2 separate regions of the Bos taurus genome follow, and region 1 is linked to region 2. A link is a contact called in public Hi-C data. All regions are on one chromosome and are shown on one strand. The core of a region is the stretch at or near the end of the contact, and the rest is flanking DNA. Distances in the headings are between cores, read along the strand shown.

Evidence for each region. A called contact is a pair of places that touch in the nucleus more often than the background predicts.
Region 1: a contact with region 2 is called in a Hi-C map of liver, with 4 times the contacts expected there. The contact joins the promoter of PSMA2 here to the promoter of COA1 in region 2. A contact is called at or near these places in 3 of 11 Hi-C or Micro-C datasets (liver, skin fibroblasts and an unstated tissue).

The regions. Positions count from the first base shown.
Region 1 is chr4:78,125,593-78,128,827 of ARS-UCD2.0, reverse strand. It overlaps PSMA2 (proteasome 20S subunit alpha 2), which reads right to left and starts at 1,767. Exons shown (of 8, transcript NM_001034662.2): 1 at 1,704-1,767. The coding sequence starts at 1,744. MRPL32 (mitochondrial ribosomal protein L32) reads left to right here and starts at 1,977. Exons shown (of 3, transcript NM_001038679.2): 1 at 1,977-2,113. The coding sequence starts at 1,984.
Region 2 is chr4:77,369,347-77,372,952 of ARS-UCD2.0, reverse strand. COA1 (cytochrome c oxidase assembly factor 1) reads right to left here and starts at 1,689. Exons shown (of 6, transcript NM_001034256.2): 1 at 1,635-1,689.

The DNA of each region.
Region 1 (3,235 bases), core at 518-3,017, 760 kb before region 2:
CAACCCCATAGACTATATAGTCCATGGAATTCTCCAGGCCAGAATACTGGAGTAGGTAGCTTTTCCTTTCTCCAGGGGATCTTCCCAACCCAACCCAGTCTCCCGCATTGCAGGCAGATTCTTTACCAGCTGAGCCACAAGGGAAGCCCAAGAATACTGGAATGGGTAACCTATCCCTTCTCCAGCGAATCCTCCTGACCCAGGAATTGAACCGAGGGGTCTCCTGCGTTGCAGAAGGATTCTTTACCAGCTGAGCTATGAGGGAAGCCTACTGGTTGTCAATATCCCCAACTAAATGTTATCCTCAGGAACACCTTTTCATCCTATAGTATAGTCTCTTATCACGTCTACCATTAATAATTCTGATTACAACAGGCAAGAAACAATTTTTAAAATCCAAAACAGAATTGCACCATCATATTAAAAACAAAAAAAAGTGTGTTTAAACAAGGAAATTTACTATAGAAAGATTCAGTCCCTGATAACATATGGTTGCTTCATGTTTCAGCTAGGATTAGGATAACACTTTCTTAAAGGTCCAGGTTTTGTCTCCGAATACGAACAGTAGCGACCTGTCAAACTTTGTTTCCTGTCATTGTATATGAGATCTTTTTTTTAAAAGATAAATATTCTAGTATTTTAAGAAGACATTACACAGTAATGCAAAGTGTATTAATTTTGTCGTCAGAAAGAACCCAGTTTAAATATTAACCTATGACCAGGGAGGAGTTATTGAATTTGAGTTGTGGTCAGCTCATCTCTAAGATGTTTAGAAAACATGTATCACACAGGGTAGCCTACAGAGATGGAGTAAGCTCCACCCACACAGAAAGTACTCAACAAGTTAGATGCAGCCTGTCTTTAGCTGTCAGATAATATTTTTAATTAAATAGGCCATTACTGATCTGTAGGAAAATGGCAAAATTGAATCCTTCTCCCGTCAGTAAAGCCTTTGGTGACGGTTTTCTTACACCGGGAACGATGATAGTGCATCTCTGATTTATTTTGAAAAATATGCTTACATAAATATTCTAAAGTTTAAAAGCCTACAATCTTTCTTTAAATAAACATATCCCCTTTCAAAAATAACAGCCCCAAAGCAAATACAGCCTATTTTGGAGCACACAAAGACAACGGGCTAGAAACATTACCACTTTCACTTTCAGTTCTTAAGCTTCCGGTAGGGGCACCGAAGAAATCGAAAGCGGGAAAAGGTTTCCAAAGACATCAGCGCCAAATGGAAGCTAAGACTAGAACTGAACTGTAAAGTTGGGTCTTTCCAAGCAAAAGGAACCCCACAGAGCTGACCAAGATTCCGACCTCCAGAAGCTCCTGAATCAGGCCTACTTGAGTCAGGAAGGAAATCTTTTGAGTTCTGGACAGGAAACCTGGAAGCAGCTCATTCAAAATTGCCTTTTTCTCTAGTTCCAAAGCGAAAGAAAATCCCTGGGTGAGGGCCTCAACTTCCCACAGCGCCTAGATCTCCCAGGATACCCCGACTCGCGTTCCCACGGTCCCCAGGCACCAATGCTCCCCAGGCCGCGGGAAGGCCCCGCAAATGACTTGGCAAACTCGCATTTACACCCCCATTTCCTACTAGGCCCTCAGGAAGAGCCAAGTCAGAGACCAGGAAGATAAAAACCTGGTCGGCAGAGCTCCTGCTACCTCGGTTACGTGGAAGACCTCGGGAGTCCCTTCCATACCTGAATGTAGTCAGCGAAAAGCTGTAACCACGCTCCGCCATCTTTACCCGAAAACCCAACGCACATCCGCGCACATGCGCACTGAGGCCAGTTTCGTTTCTTTTCCCCGCCCCGGGCGTTCCTTTCTAGATTTCTGATTGGAGGAAAGGCAGAGCCGCTCCAGAAGCATGCTGGGAGTTATAGTTCCAGGTGCGCGTTTGCCGAATTCTGTGTCTATGCGCATGCTCAAGGAAGGGGCGGGACCCAGAGGCCTGATGGGAGTGGCTTTCGGCCGAGAAACATGGCGCCCACCATGCTGGTGCTGCTTGTTCCGCCGTTTCCCGTAGCCCGAGGACTTCTCCGGAACTGTTGGAAGCAGCTGCAGGGGAAACTTCTGCAGAGCCGACCAGGTTTTTCCAGTCCTCCATGGGGTACGTAAAGAAGGCCTCTGTGGAGAAGGGTTTGGACTGGGGACCCCAGGCAGCGTGGTGAATTCTACTTGTATTTAGCCTACTCCGGTGTTCTGATGTTTGGCAGCGTGTAGGGGTCGTTGTCCGGACATTCACTTACTTAAGAACAAAGACAGCAGTTTTTGCTCCCCAGTCCCCTGTAAAAAGGAAAAGAAACGTCCTCTGACTGTCCCATCCCTACAGAGAATGTAACCGAAGTGCATTTACTTAGCATCAAGGGACACCGCTCTCTAGATCTTCTTACCTTTTCTTTCCTGTCCAGTCCACCACCTAAAGCAGTTTGCCTTCTGTAGCATTTGAGCTGTATCAGTTGACTCTTGATCCTCTATTTCCCCTGAGAACTAATTTTAAATGGAAATATCTTGGGTGTTAAAATTGTCGTTGCTTTGACATTTTACATTCTACTCGATTTCGAAGTTATCCCGAACATAATAATGATAATACTCAGGAGAGCCCACTAAATGTCAAGTGAAGTGAAGTGAAGTCTCTCAGTCGTGTCCGACTCTTTGCGACCCCATGGACCTGCGTCCATGATATTTTCCAGACAAGAATACTGGAGTGGGTTGCCATTTCCTTCTCCAGGGGATCTTCCCGACTCAGGGATCGAACCCGGGTCTCCCGCATTGTAGGCAGACGCTTTTACCGTCTCAGCCACCAGAAATGTCCCACTGAATATCAAAGTCAAAATATATTTTGTAAGATAAACTCCACTACTATCCCTTTAGGTGTCTCCACTTTTCAGCTGAAGAACTAGACTCAGAAAGGCCCCAAGGTCACACAGACCTTCCAGAGCCTGTGCTGTTAACCACTGGTCTGTGCTTAGCAATACTTTCAGATATATTGAAAAGGAGTATCAGTTGTTAAGTGTTAAACAGCGTTGTATATTTTTAAGAGTTCCTAAAATCAAAAGAAATATTACAGGCCTGAGGAATATAGCAAGGAGAGGGTAAAGAAATCTTTTTTTTAGTTTTATTTTTAATTGAAGGATAATTACTTTACAATACTGTGTTGGTTTCTGCCATGCATCAACATGAATTGGCCATACATACACATACGGTATACATAAGCATAGCCATAGGTATA
Region 2 (3,606 bases), core at 440-2,939:
GAGTCGGAGACGACTGAAGAGACTTAGCAGCAGCAGCAGCAGCAGCTGCTGCTTTTAAAAAAAAAAAAAAAAGTCTGGTAGTTCTTCAAAATGTTAAATGTAGAATTACCATATGACCCAGGAATCCTACTCTTACGTACATAGCCAAGAGAAATGAAATCATTATGCTCACACAAAAAAAATGCGTACACCAACGTTCATAGCAGCATTATTTAGGATAACCAAAACAACTGAAATACCCATCAACAGGACCAATGGATAAGTAACTGGTGGTTTATCCACACAGTGAAACAATATTTAGCAATAAAAAGAAATGAAGTGCTGATACACTTCAACATGTTAAGCGAAAGAAGACCACATGGTTTATTATTTATCAGCCTATTCTAGAATTGTCCAGAATTGACAAATATATTTATATATTCAGCAGATTAGTAGTTCCTTAGAGCTACAAGTGGGGTAGGGTAAGAAGGAACTCAAGGGAGACTGCTAATGGGTACAAGGTTTCTTTCAGGGGCGATGAAAATGTTTTAAAACCGTGGTTGTCAGTTGTACAACTTTGTGAATGCACTAAAAAGCAATGTGTATTTAAAAATTCCATGGTGTGTGAACTATATTTCAATCAAGCTGTTATTTTTCAAAAGGACTGCAGGTTGGGCTTTTTCTCCCCAATTTTAACTCCATTTTCCCCCCAGTTCCTAAAACAGTGTCTGGCAATAACCATGAAATCACTAAATTCTGACTGAATGGAAAAGTAAATTTCTAAACGTGGGTAAACCATTATAAAACACTATCATAGCCAAAGAGATGAAATTACTGCAGGATGGCATGACAGGGACATACAGCACGTATGTGTTCGTGTGTTTCCCATGAAAGGAGATGAGACTGAAAAATTCATCATAAACAAGACTTTGAAGTGTCTTCAATCCACCCAAAGGAATTTGTACTATCCTGAATCAATGGGAAGGCCAGTAAGGTTTTAAGTAGAGGATTAACAGTCAGATCTGTGTTTTAAATGTGTAAGTTCAAGTAGAGAGTTGTTTATGTCCAAAGGTGAAGGACAGCAATGCCCCTCAGGTGAGAATAAAGAGGAATGAGGGGAAGAGACCAGGAAAAGTAGCAAAATATAATACTTGTGGATTTTCTAAATTACAGCCCTTTCCACACACGCACAGACTGACAAACATGCATACGCACGCTTATACAAACACCCAAAAATCACTTAAACGCTGAAAATCACTTCTACGGTCAGCCCCCTTATGGAGCTCAGCTGTGATGGAGACGAATTATCATGACCACCGAGCCAGAGTATTCTTTTACACAATCATCTAGGCAGGGCCTCTCTCAAACTGTTGTAACCTGGGAACACCGACAAAGTGCACAGTTCCACCTCATCACAAATGTGCTCCTGGAAATGCTCACCAAGGACCACGAGGCAAGGTCAAGATTAGCCCACCACGGGTCCCCCAATTACGCAGCTCCAGGAGGTCGCGACCCAGCAACAACAAGGAGGTGGCCCCTGACGTGCTGCCCTAGAAACAGTTCGCCCCTCGCGCAAAAGCGGTCTCCAGAACGACGGGAACAGATGCTTTTGGAGTAGGACTGACCCGACTCTTTTCTCCCGCGTGGACGTTAACCTGTCAGGCGTAGAAACACCTAGCCACAGAGAGCGCGACAGGCCCTTCCGGAAGTGGAGCGTGTGGGGGTGGGTGGGGCAAACGCCGGCGGGTGGACACGCCCCGCGAGGAGCAGTCGAGACTTCCGACGTCACCTCCTCTAGGGGCTAGAGCAGTCAGGACGCACTAGAGCAGTTGAATGATTGCAAAATCACGGCGCTAAAGCGGCGGTATCTCAGGCTGAAATTGGTTCGGCTGCCCGGCTTCTCAGAAGCTTGTCGAGCGCGAGAAGGGCATTTGTCTTCTCAAATCTCAGCTTTTTGTTTTGTGCACACCATTAGGCCCCAACATACTGTCAATCCATCAGCGGTTGCCTAGAAAATTTAAAACCACTGGTTCCTATTGCTCCTCGCAGGGATCTGGCGCTTCAATTGACCTCCAAGGATGCGAAACCACGGGCCATCAGCCCCGCTCTGGCACTGAAGTCCATCTTGCCGATTCGACTGAGGAACTTAACGCTAATTTTTTTATTCATTAAATATTTATTAAATTCTTACTGTGCTCCAGGGAATGGATTGTTAAGAAAAAATGTAATGGTCTCGGTTCTCATGGAGTTTAGTAGCAAAGTGCATTGGTACTGCTGCTACTGCTAAGTCACTTCAGTCGTGTCCGATTCTGTGTGACCCCATAGAAGTCGGCCCACCAGGCTCCCCCATCCCTGGGATTCTCCAGGCAAGAACATTGGAGTGGGTTGCCATTTCCTTCTCCAATGCATGAAAGTGAAAAGTGAAAGTGAAGTCGCTCAGTCGTGTCCGACCCTCGGTGACCCCATGGACTGCAGCCTACCAGGCTCCTCCGTCCATGGGATTTTCCAGGCAGGAGTACTGGAGTGGGGTGCCATTGCCTTCTCCAGCATTAGTACTAGTAATTACTTAGTAAACCTATCAGACTCGTCTGGCAGTATGTAAGTGTTCAATAAATGCTAGTTATTATTATTTTCATCTTGATTATTTCATTGTCATCATCGCTACTATTAACGTCATCCTTTAATGACAAGTTTGAAGTTCAAGTGTTACCTACCACCCAGGCCCTTGGATTCTTTAATCAAAAGAAACTGATAAAGGCCAGAGAGAAACAGAGCAGACCATACGGAAAAGAGAATTAGTAAAGCTCAAAGACAGAAACCTAGAAATGATACAAGTAGAAGAGAAAATTAATATTAAAAAGAAAGAAGAAAAAAATGGGGACATTTTGACACAGCTACTTTGAGAAAACAATTGAGCAGGCCATTACATCTTATCATAAAAGTTAAGTGTAAACTAGACAATATTTACCTCAAAGACTAATAAAATTAGCATTAGGTAGGTTGGAATGAATGTCTTTTCTTCCTTATCTTACATACTGTCATCATGAAACTGAGTCCTGACTAGTTTGTTTACAAGAAATTTTACAGTAAAACTTTCAGTTTTAAACCTGGAAAAGTTCTTTGTAATCTTTACCAAAACATCATCTTTAATCCAAAGTCTATGCTTCCTCTATATGTTTTTTAACGGGGAATTGCATGGATCTACTATAGTTTTATATATAAAACTTATATCTGTTATAAAAAATTGTACCTGCTCAAATATGTTGGTTGTTGAAAATGGGGACATTTTATAATGATAACGAGGTTAGATCATCAAGAAAATTTAACAATTCTAAACTTGTATGCTTTTGAGCTATGGTGTTGGAGAAGACTCTTGAGAGTCCCTTGGACTGCAAGGAGATCCAACCAGTCCATCCTGAAGGAAATCAGTCCTGAATATTCATTGGAAGGACTGATGTTGAAGCTGAAACTCCAATACTTTGGCCACCTGATGAGAAGAACTGACCCATTGGAAAAGACCCTAGCACTGGGAAAGATTGAAGGCAGGAGGAGAAGGGGACGACAGAGGATGAGATGGCAGGATGGCATCCAGATGGCATCACCGACTCAATGGACATAAGTTTGGGT